Linked DNA regions of Ovis aries: region 2 is linked to region 1. Evidence: chromatin contacts called from public Hi-C data. All regions are on one chromosome and are shown on one strand. The core of a region is the stretch at or near the end of the contact, and the rest is flanking DNA. Distances in the headings are between cores, read along the strand shown.

Region 1 (5,104 bases), core at 792-3,291:
TCTTCAGGTCCTGGCGCTATGGGTTTGGAGCAAGAGTGAGGTCTGCTTCAGAAACTTGCAGGCACCTGCAGGGCCGACCTGCGGGAGCCGCCCTTTCTGTGGCTGGAGCAGCTGAGCTCATTTCCTGTCTCAGTTCTGCTCTGGGCTGAGGGGGCGGGGGAGGCGGGGGAGGGGGCAGGCGGGGGCTGGGGGCGGCCCTGGCGCGTGCTTCCGCAGAGGATGGGTGTGCCCGGGGCGGGGCGGGATTGCGCGAGCAGGAGGTGCTGGAGGGGAGGGGGCATTGCTGGGGCAGTTCTGACCCTTTCACTTCCTTTCGTGGAGGTGGTGGATGGATGGAGGTCTGGACAGACGGGCTAGTGGGGCTCTCAGAGGCGCTGGGGGCTGAGGTCCGGGTTGCCCGGGAAGAGTCAGAGCCCTGCGATTGACCGCCCAGCTTGGAGAAGTGTAAGGAGCTTTCTGGGGCCCTTGCTCTGGGGAAGGGACATTGTTCTTTGGCATGTTCTTTCAAACCAGAAAAAAGGAAGTTGAGCCCTAGCCAGAGACTCCACTTAGACCTGCAGGCATGTCCCAAGGGGTCAGGGAACTGAGAGCTGCCAGGTAGAGACCACCTCCCGCCTGACATGGTCAAGCTGGCGTAATGCGAAGGAAAAAAGAGGAATGGGTTTTTCTTTTCTGAGAACAGTGAGCAGGCCTGATCACTCCTAGGTTCACTTTCACTGTTACTAGTCTGTTGTCTATGACTGAGTTTGCTTTTCTGCCTCTTAGCTCTGCATAAGCTTCATTCTGCATCTGTTGTCCTTTGACTCTATGCTAATTACATCCTGTGTCTGTTCTCACCTTTACAGCACTCTCTTCCTCGCTTTTTTTTTTTTTCCTCTCTTTTTGCGTTATACAAAGAAAGCCCAGTACAAGTCACAAAAGACAATGGACCCAACTACCGGGCTACCTGATGCCAGCCTCGACTGTTTTTGAAACAATACAAGAATTATACAAACTCTTTATAACTTTGTTCCTCATCACCAACCCAGAGCTTGGAACCCTCATCTATATAATCCCCTAGACTCCCCCTGGGAGAGGGGCACAATTCTTCAGGCATGATCCTGCTGCATCTTCCCTCCGCCGGCAGAAGATTAAAACCACCTTTCTATTTCCTCCAAATTCTGTCTCCATGTTTTTTATCTGGCTTCGGTGGGTAGAGAATGCCAAGATTTTGGCGACATCAAAGCTGGATGTCCCATCGAGGGGGCCCAGCTGAAAAGCGACGGTTGTAGGGTAAGAGACAGAGAGAGAGAGTGTGTGTGTGTGTGTGTCTTGCAGGGGGTATGTCTCCAAAATCACACACCTGTGCTCCCTGTGGTCTTTCCAGAAACACACAGGAACTGTGAAGAGCCACTCGCTCCCCTTCATCTTGGCAGGCGAGGTCTTCAGAGATCCCTGGCACCCATACCCCGCCAGAAACAGGAGGGGTTTGTGTGAGATGATCCCTAAAGGGCTCCCACCTCTGACCCCCAAGACCATGAGGTGAACCCCTGGACTGTGTGCAGAAAATGCAAGGAGGAGGAGGGAGCAAGCCAGATTCCAGGAGGGCTTGTTTAGGAGTGAGCCCTGGGTCTGCCCACAACTTCTAATTAGAGGCAGGGTACTGGATCCGCATTTTCATCAGCTCACACTAAAATCTGAAACATACCACACTGACCCTTAAGAGATTCCGATAAGCCACACCTTCCCATCTTCTGCTTCCCCTGGTCCCCCAGGTCTGTCCTGCTGTCTCTTGATTTCATTCCGTCTCTGCCCAGATGTCCCTCAGAGAGGTCTTTCCTGGCCTCTTGATCTAACAGGTAAGTCATCATGCAGTGTAGGTTTGTTCCATGCAATGTGTGGGAAGTACTTGTACTTAAAAAAAAATCAATTGTTGTGAACCTAAGACTGAAATTGAACTGGGCATCCTGTATTTTTATTGCTAAATCTGGCAGTCCCAAGGCACGGGGACTCTGTGTCCCCAACCCCCTGACAGTGGGGCCGTTCGCTAGTTGAAGTTGCCAGGAGCAGCCACCACCCCTGCCCCTTCCCCTGAAAAGAAGGCACGTCCTCTTCCTTGGCATCCTGCTTGGGAATTTCTGTGCTAGAAACAAAACCTAAAGGCTTTCTCCTGAATGAATTCTTTTCCTTTGGGCTTCCCAGGTGGTGGGAAAGCTTTTTATACTCTTGGTTGTACATAGAGATCAATGGATAATACAAAATTATGCACCATCAGCAGCCCTGACTCTTATCGAGACCAGGCTTTCTCTCTGCATACCTAGCTGTATACACAAGTCTTAGGTGATTTACATCATCTTCTGGCCAGAAGGCCAATTAACATTTTACGGCCCTTTTCTGATAAGGGCCTGTCAACCGAAAACTTATTTGCCTTAATAGTGTTGTTCTTCCCAAAGTCTGGTACCACTCTCAGAAAGCACTAAATAAAGTTACATTCTTACATAGCAAGGACACAACAATTTATAACAAAGAAAGAGCAGTACAGTGATTTATAACAAAGAGAAAATTAACTCAAAAGTCTAGTGTTGCTAACATCAAAAACTACTATATTCCTTTTTCTATATCCCAATTTGCCGGGGTCCAGCCCCGGTGGATCCAGGGTGATTCGAAGGTGGGGACGGAGTCGGCGTCCTGGAAAAAACTTATTTAATTACAGATACAGAGGGAGATTAGAAACAGATAGTGTAGTAGGAGAATTAGTGGAGAAAAGAGGCTGAATAACTGGTTTACATGGAATACCAACCACCACCTACGTAGGCCACAGGCGTCTTTCCATTCTCCCAAAGGAGAGGTGGCACTGAGGCCTCCCTGGTCCGATCTCAGAAACCCAAGCAGAATTAGCAGGCGTGGTGAGTACCCACATTTCAGATGGGAATTCAGCCAGGAAAACGGGGAGCGAGAAAGAAATGACACGGGGGAATCAGTCTTTCCAGAAACTGATCCGATTTCTATATTTTTCAGGTTTGTTTATATACCTTTTTGTTATACATAGGGATGAATAGAGAGTCACGCGGGGGTCAGCAGACCTGACCCTTGTCACAATCAGGTGCTTCATATAAAATTATACAAAGGTCTTATGAGTTTCATCATCTTTTAGCCATGAGGTCTGCTGACATTTTATGGCCCTTTCTGATACCGGTCAGTTAACCAGAAAACTTATTTTTTCCAGGGGTGATTTTTTCTTAAATCAGGCGCCACCCTCCAAATAAAGTTGCATTCCTATAGGGTGAGGGTGTAGGGAGTTACAATCAAGAAAGGAATTTACTTAACCTAAGGTTTAACATGATTAATCTTAAAGGTTAATACTTATTTCTCCTATATGCTAGTTATATTCATTATAAGGGCAGGAATATGAAGTTTTAGCAGCAAATATTGGCTCAACAAATGTAAACCGTTTACCAATGTTCCCCTTAAGATCTATTTTGTCTTAAGATAGTGATAAAGTTACATAGCATAGTGATTTATAACAAAGTACAGTGATCTATAACAAAAGAAGATTCATTAACTCAAAAGTCTAGTATTGCTAACATCAAAAAACTACTATATTTCCTTTTCTATATTCCAAATACATTGATTGATATATTCCCAGGTGCCTAAGGATATGGAGGCCTGATGGCAATCGTTGACTCATCAATGAAAAAAGCCCTATGCTAATACTCCAAACTCTCTGTGCTGTTTATGGCTGAGAGGCTGTCACACAAGCTAGTCTGTCAGCAGAGAGGTTTGACCTGAGACATCCTTGTCACACCCAGGGCAGGGAATTAGCAGTAATTATTGGCACGACAAATGAAGAAAAAACCTTTCACCAATATAATTCCTAATCATCCTACTAATACTATACTAATGATCTTCTAACTTCTCAAAAGAGTCTGAATTTAGAAAAAATATCCCGTGCCTCTCACAGTTGGGAGGCTGTAAACAATCACATGTGGCCGGACGAGCCTGATCAGGCAGGCCAGAGAAACTTCAGAGTTCGTAAGTTGAAACACTCTTATCACGCCCAGGAATTTTTATTAACTGGAGCTGCAAGTTAACTCCTTCTTTGAGAGAAATGGTTATGGGGGAGAGCTCCCCGTAAAGTACTCTGGTTTTGGGGTGGATGCTCGGGAACAGGGGGTTTCCTGAGGCTTGATCACGCCTTTGCGTATGTCAAGCTTCCTTCCTCATGGCCTTTGCCATGGGCGGAGTTCCTCACGCTGGCTCCCAACACCAATTACATTGATTAATATCCTTCAGGTGCCTAAATGATAAAGAATATGGAGGCCTGGCAGCAAACATTAACTCAGCAATGAAATCCTTTACCAAACTAATTCTTAGTTCTAAAAGGCTCTATATCTTTAAGATGTTTTAAACTTCGTGCCTCTCGAAGTCAGGGGGTGGGGGCTGTAAACAATCACAAGCTGTAAAAGTCTCCAACTGTCAGGCAAGTTAGAGAGCCATCAGAGAGATTTGAGCTGAAACATTCCTTTCATATGCAGGAGATCAGTTGGAGCTCTAAGTTAACTTCCAGAGAAAGGTGGTCGGGGATAGCCCCTGTTATGTCGGAAGAGTATAGTATAGCAGACAGTAAACAGACAGATTTTGGTTTCGGAGTAGATGCTCAGGCAGAGGGGCCCTTGAGACCTGACTGGCCTTGCCCGTCAGGCCTCTCCGCATGACCTTGTCATGGGTGGGATCTCCCGTGCTGGCTCCCGGCACATGGGGTCACAAAGAGTCGGACACGACTGAGCTACTGAGCACACATTCCCTGCCTTTGCCCCGCTTGCTGCCTCAGACGCTCAGGTTCTGCCCAAGACCCCAGGTGATTCCACACTGCAGTTGACGGGTGTGGGTGTACTGTCCTCAGCCAAATGCTCTGTGCAACAGTCAGGAAGGGGGAAATTCCCATCCCTGTCCTGCCACCACTCCTGGGTTCTTTTGGTTGCTCTAATAATTCAATTGACACAAGACAAATTTTAAAAAATTAATTCATATGCATGGAAGGCTCAGTGGAAAAGAATCTGCCTGCCAATCAGGAGACGCTGGTTCAGTCCCTGGGTTAGGAAGATCCCTTGGAGGAAATGGCAAC
Region 2 (5,298 bases), core at 131-2,630, 300 kb after region 1:
TCACTTTTGACCTTGCACAGGCTGGACTTCACCAATTCAGCTTTCCTACAGCCACTAGTGACGTGTTCTAAAAATAAAAATTAATCATACCGCGTCCTGTTGTGATTAACATCTGCCGGCTCTCCACTTGCTGAACAATGGAGAGCAAAGTCCAGGGCCGATGTGTTTAGTATAACTTACTTTCTATAATTGTATTTATTTATTTTTGGCTGTACTGGGTCTTCCTTGCTCTGCGACGGCTTTCTCAAGTTCTGGCGGGCGGGGCATTGCTCTTTGTTTCCTTGTGGTGCTTGGGGCTTCTAACTGTGGTGGCTTCTCTTGTTTTAGCGCACAAGCTCTAGGGCGCAGTCTCAGTAGTTGTGGGGCAGGGGCTTAGTGGCTCACCGGCATGTGAGATCTTCCCGGGACCAGGGATAGAAGCTGTATCTTCTGCATTGGCAGGCGGATTCTTTACCACTGAGCCGCCAGGAAAGCCTTAAAACTGATGTTTTACTATACATAAAATATACTTCAACTTGATTAAAGAAAAATACCCTTCTACCTCACTCCATAGCCTGGAGAACAAAGTTCAAATTTCTTCCGGCTTAAGTGATATGATTTCTTCCCATTCTTCCCCCGTGCCCCAAATACGTGCTTGCGTCCTAAGTCGCTTCGGTCCTATCTGACTCTTTGCAACTCTATGGCTATTCTGTCCATGCGATTCTGCAGGCAAGAACACTGGAGTGGGTTGCCATGCCCTCCGGAGAAGGCAATGGCACCCCACTCCAGTAGTCTTGCCTGGAGAATCCCAGGGACGGGGGAGCCTGGTGGGCTGCCGTCTATGGGATCGCACAGAGTCGGATACGACTGAAGCGACTTAGCAGCAGCAGCAGCAGCAGCAGCCATGCCCTCCTCCAGGGGATGCCCACATTAAATACACTACGGATCTAAAATAGGCCTCCTGCCCTGCCCACCTGTTTAACACCCGTCATGTTTCTCAAGATTCAACTTGTGTCATCCCCGTTAGCGTCCTCTAGACACAGATGTCTATCATAGAAAGCTCTCCATTGCACTCTTCTGTTTTTGTCTCGCCTTTTACTAAGCTGTAAGCGAGACAGCTCCAGCGCTTATCACTAAGCCGCTCTATCTTTGCTGAAGAAACCTGGGCTTTATCGTTGTCGTCCAGCCAGAAGGACAGCGGGACAGATCCTCCTCCAGTCCTACAAGGGGCGCTGTGGCAACCTCCATCGTCTCTCCTCTCTCCACCTCTTCGGACCCTCTCCCAGACTCACACGCTTGGGGCTCCGCCTCCTATGCAACATCCCTCCTTCCCATTGGGCAAGAACGATCCAGGCTGACCAATGGAGCGAGGCGTTGGTGCGAGGCGGCGCCGCCATCCTTGAGCTTCTGGGCCCCTGTCTCGGTAGCCGGCTGTGGGAGTTAGGGAGGTAGGTGGGCCGTGCTGCGCCGCCTCCGGTCCACAGCCGTGCCTCTTTCTGTCCTTCTGCCGCGGTCCCACGATGCCGCAGTACCAGACTTGGGAGGAGTTCAGTCGCGCAGCGGAGAAACTCTACCTCGCCGACCCAATGAAGGTAAATCGCAGGCGGAGCCAGTGTCTCTGTCCTAGCTCGGGTCAGGATGTCTTCTCTGGCGTCCGCTCGGCCTCCGGAGCTTCTGCAGCATCCTAGGAGGTGCTGTGTGTGAAGAGAGACGGACTCCGCGCGAAGTCCGATTGTTCTTTTCGTCTCTTCTCTTAAGAAGGGCCCAGTGAAGCCTGAAACCAGCAAAATCAGGGTCAAGTCAGGGCTCTAAGAAGCCTTCCCCCGCCTACAATCCCTGAGCTTCCCTACCGTTGGTTTACGTGTCTCTAAGGGCAGGGCTCCTCCCCTCTGCAGCTTCGGCTTCCTGTGGCGCTTCAGTTCAGTTTCAGTTCAGTCGCTTAGTCGTGTCCGACTCTTTGCGACACTATGGACTGCACCACGCTAAGCTTCCCTGTCCATCACCAACTCCCGGAGCTTACTCAGACTCAGTGTCCATCGAGTCGGTGATGCCATCCAACCATCTCATCCTCTGTCGTCCCCTTCTCCCGCCTTTCCCAGGTCTTTCCCAGCATCAGAGTCTTTTCAAATGAGTCAGTTCTTCGCATCCGGTGGCCAAAGTATTGGAGTTTCAGCATCAGTCCTTCCAGTGAATATTCAGGACTGATTTCCTTTAGGATGGACTGGTTGGATCTCCTTACAGTTCAAGGGACTCTCAAGAGTCTTCTCCCAAGAGTCTTCTCCAACACCGCAGTTCAGAAGCATCAAAGACCCTCATTTGGAGGCATCTACCTCCCGCAGATTAGTGGTTCTTAATATTTTGGAGGTTAGTGCCCTTTAAGAGTAGGAGAATGCACTTAACACATAAATGTTTGTAAACAGTTTTAGGGGGTCCGTGGATCCCTGTGGCCTTCATTGGAGGCTCAGACAGTAAAGAATCTGCCTGCAATGCAGGAGACTCGTGTTTGATCCCTGGGTCAAGTAGATCCCTTGGAAAAGGGAATGGCAACCCACTCCAGTATTCTTGCCTGGAGAATTCCAGACAGAGGAGCCTGGTGGGACTAGAGTCCATGGGGTCACAAAGAGTCGGACACAAAGTGAGCGAGTAACACACACACATGGATCCCTGTAATTCATTCATGGCCCCCATAAAATTATAATAAGCTAACCTCTGACATCGGCTTATCATAATTTTACCAGGGCCGTGAATGAATTACAGGGATCCGTGTGTGTGTTAGTAACCAGAGAAGTTGCAAGGACAAGAATTTAGCATTTGGGTCTTGATTTTTCTTCCTCTTGGTTTTTATTGTCATCTAAATATTATTTGAAATATTGAAAAGCCCTGCTAGCTTTTTAGACCTAGATAAGTAACAAGCCAGAAACAGTCTTAGTTCCATTCTTTGCAATAAAGTGATGTAATAGTAATAAATAATAAAATGAATTAGATACTTGTGAAATTGAGTACTTTGTTTATGACACAATTTCTGGCTCCTCCATTTGGTTGATTTTGTTCGTAGGACCATTTGTTTTCTTTAAGCAGTGTACCGTGAGGACTATACAGGACTTTTGTAGAAGTACCCACAGTGTAAACTAATATTTGGAAAGATAGTAAAGAATATACAAATCCACAGTAAGAGTAATAATACTATAAGAATGTGGTCATAGTTATAGGGAAAATGAAAATAAAATGATTATTATTGAGCATTGCTATGAACAAAGCATGTGTAGAATAGACAGGGGAGGGAGAACCTGAGTTCTTTTCAGAAAATTCCAGTGACCTAAAAACTTGTGCCTTTTCATGATAACCTTCACTGGGTTTTAACTGATTTTTTTTTGATAGGCTGGTAAAGGGATGAGTGGGAAGAGAGCTTGACTGACAGTTGTATTGAATACCTTCCATGTATACAGTTGACAATCCCTTGAGGTAGTTGAATGAACAGTCTTAGATACATTAAATGATTTGCCTGGTGATCATTAAGAGATTAGGCTAAAATTTGAACCCACATCTCTAAACACTGTGTTCATGCTGTTTCTACCAGTCTATACTGCTGAAACTAAAGAAGAAAAGAAATTTTGTCAGAACTCTTTGGGATCTGTTTTACAGAATTCTTTGTCTTCTCTTCCTCTTGATCATATTTATCACCTTTTACCTTTCTCCATTGCATCCGCTCTAAGTAAAGATGGTATTATTGCTAGACCATGTAATAACCTCTTTGTCTGCCTGCTTTTAAAATTCCTTCTTCATTCTCATACATACTGCAGCTATCTCAGACACAAAAATTGAATTCCCAGTTTCCTGTTTTAAAACTAGTTCTTCACTGATTGCTGGTAAAAGTCCCACCTTCCAGGCCCCAGTCTGACCCTCTCTCCAGTCTTGTTGGCTTTGTCTCCCACCATTTCCACCATCCTCAGCCCTAGCTAGCCTCAGAAAGCTACAGGATGCATCATATCTTCATTCAGACTGCTGCTTCAGCCTTTCTCCTAACTTCTTCCCTAAAAGAAAGAAAACAAAAAATGCATTTCTGCAGCCATTTCCATAAATTCTTTTTACACTTTCCCTTCCCCCAATCTAAATTACTTGTTTCCTCCTTTAGCATTTTATGTGTATATGTCTTTCTAGGACTTAATTCATGTTGTCTTATGTTTTGATTATTTAAGTTGGTTGAATTACTAAAAAAGCAAGAACCTTGACTTCTTTTTCTTCTTAGTGGTGTCTGACATGGTAACGTAGGTGCTTTCTAATTTACCAATAGAAAGGGGATTGGGGCTTCCCAGGTGGCGCTGGTGGTGAAGAACTCGCCTGCCAATACAGGAGACTTAGCGGGTTCCAGATCCCCTGGAGGAAGGCATGGCAGCCCACTCCAGTATCCTTGCCTGGAGAATCCTGTGGACATAGGAGCCCGGCAGGCTACAGTCCATGGGACCGCAAAGAGTTTTTTAACTCATTTCTCCTAATGAAGCCATTAAGTATTCTTTTAAACAGGAGTTAAAACTTTACATAGTTGTCATGCTTAGCACTTTTTTAAGTTGGTTTCCTTTTGTTTCCAGAGGACTAATTTTTTTTAATATGTGAAACTGAATTTACTGGCTCAATAAGTAGAATCTTATTAGGTAGTCTAAAGATACTTACACCTACTTAAGTGCTTGTTGAGTTCCCTTTCCTCCCTCACCAAGACAAATCTCAGGATGATATGACCTTTTTTAATTTGCAAACCCAGGAGAGTAGAAGGCATAATGAGAAAAGCTGTAGAAAAAGCTCTAATAGCCCTTTTTATCTAGTTTCCAGAATTATCTTGAGGGTCCTGTGCTGCATTGGAGCCATTTTAAATATATGTTCCTGTTTTGTCTGGTAGATACTTAGCAATTTTTAAAACAGCTAGCTAAAGCTAAACTAGAGTTGTTTATTATATTTTTATTAAGAAGGAACTTGACTCTGCTGTAGTACACTGTTTTGCATCCATCATTTAAAGAAATAAAAATAATGTTCATGGAGGTTGTAAACTCTATTGGGAGCTGTTATCTTTTATTGGAATGTACTAATATCTAAATCATTTTCTTGGCTTCCTAACTGTAGAACACCCAATAGCAAAAGTGCTGTGTAGCATGGCACAGCATGGCACTCCTAACTCAATGTAGGAGTTATTCTAGATGTGGAAAATTGTGTCTCATGTCGTGCCATCATGAGAAAGATACGATTTTGCTGAGTAGTTAGTCTGAGTCCACCTCTTGAGAGTCATGGGGAAATGGAAAGTATGAACTGCAACTGCAGTGCTCTTTCCTG

What was found. Hi-C and Micro-C count contacts between places; a contact is called where the count stands out from the background.
Region 2: a contact with region 1 is called in a Hi-C map of tail adipose tissue, with 4 times the contacts expected there. The contact joins the promoter of SRP9 here to the enhancer-like site in region 1. A contact is called at or near these places in 5 of 16 Hi-C or Micro-C datasets (hypothalamus, muscle, omental adipose tissue and 2 more).

Annotation. Positions count from the first base shown.
Region 1 is chr12:27,788,575-27,793,678 of ARS-UI_Ramb_v3.0, forward strand. LOC121820766 reads left to right here. Exons shown (of 2, transcript XR_006061452.1): 2 at 1-145. Among named protein-coding and RNA genes, the nearest start is that of LBR, 40 kb to the left of the region's middle. Within about 2 kb of position 2,042, at least 11 of the 54 cell types and tissues checked have an H3K27ac peak or open chromatin away from gene starts, as enhancers often do.
Region 2 is chr12:28,087,279-28,092,576 of ARS-UI_Ramb_v3.0, forward strand. It overlaps SRP9 (signal recognition particle 9), which reads left to right and starts at 1,381. Exons shown (of 3, transcript XM_004013626.5): 1 at 1,381-1,571. The coding sequence starts at 1,500. It overlaps LOC121820768 (a long non-coding RNA gene), which reads right to left and starts at 1,888. Exons shown (of 2, transcript XR_006061455.2): 1 at 1,830-1,888; 2 at 1-1,753. LOC132657456 (a long non-coding RNA gene) reads left to right here. Exons shown (of 4, transcript XR_009595667.1): 4 at 1-94.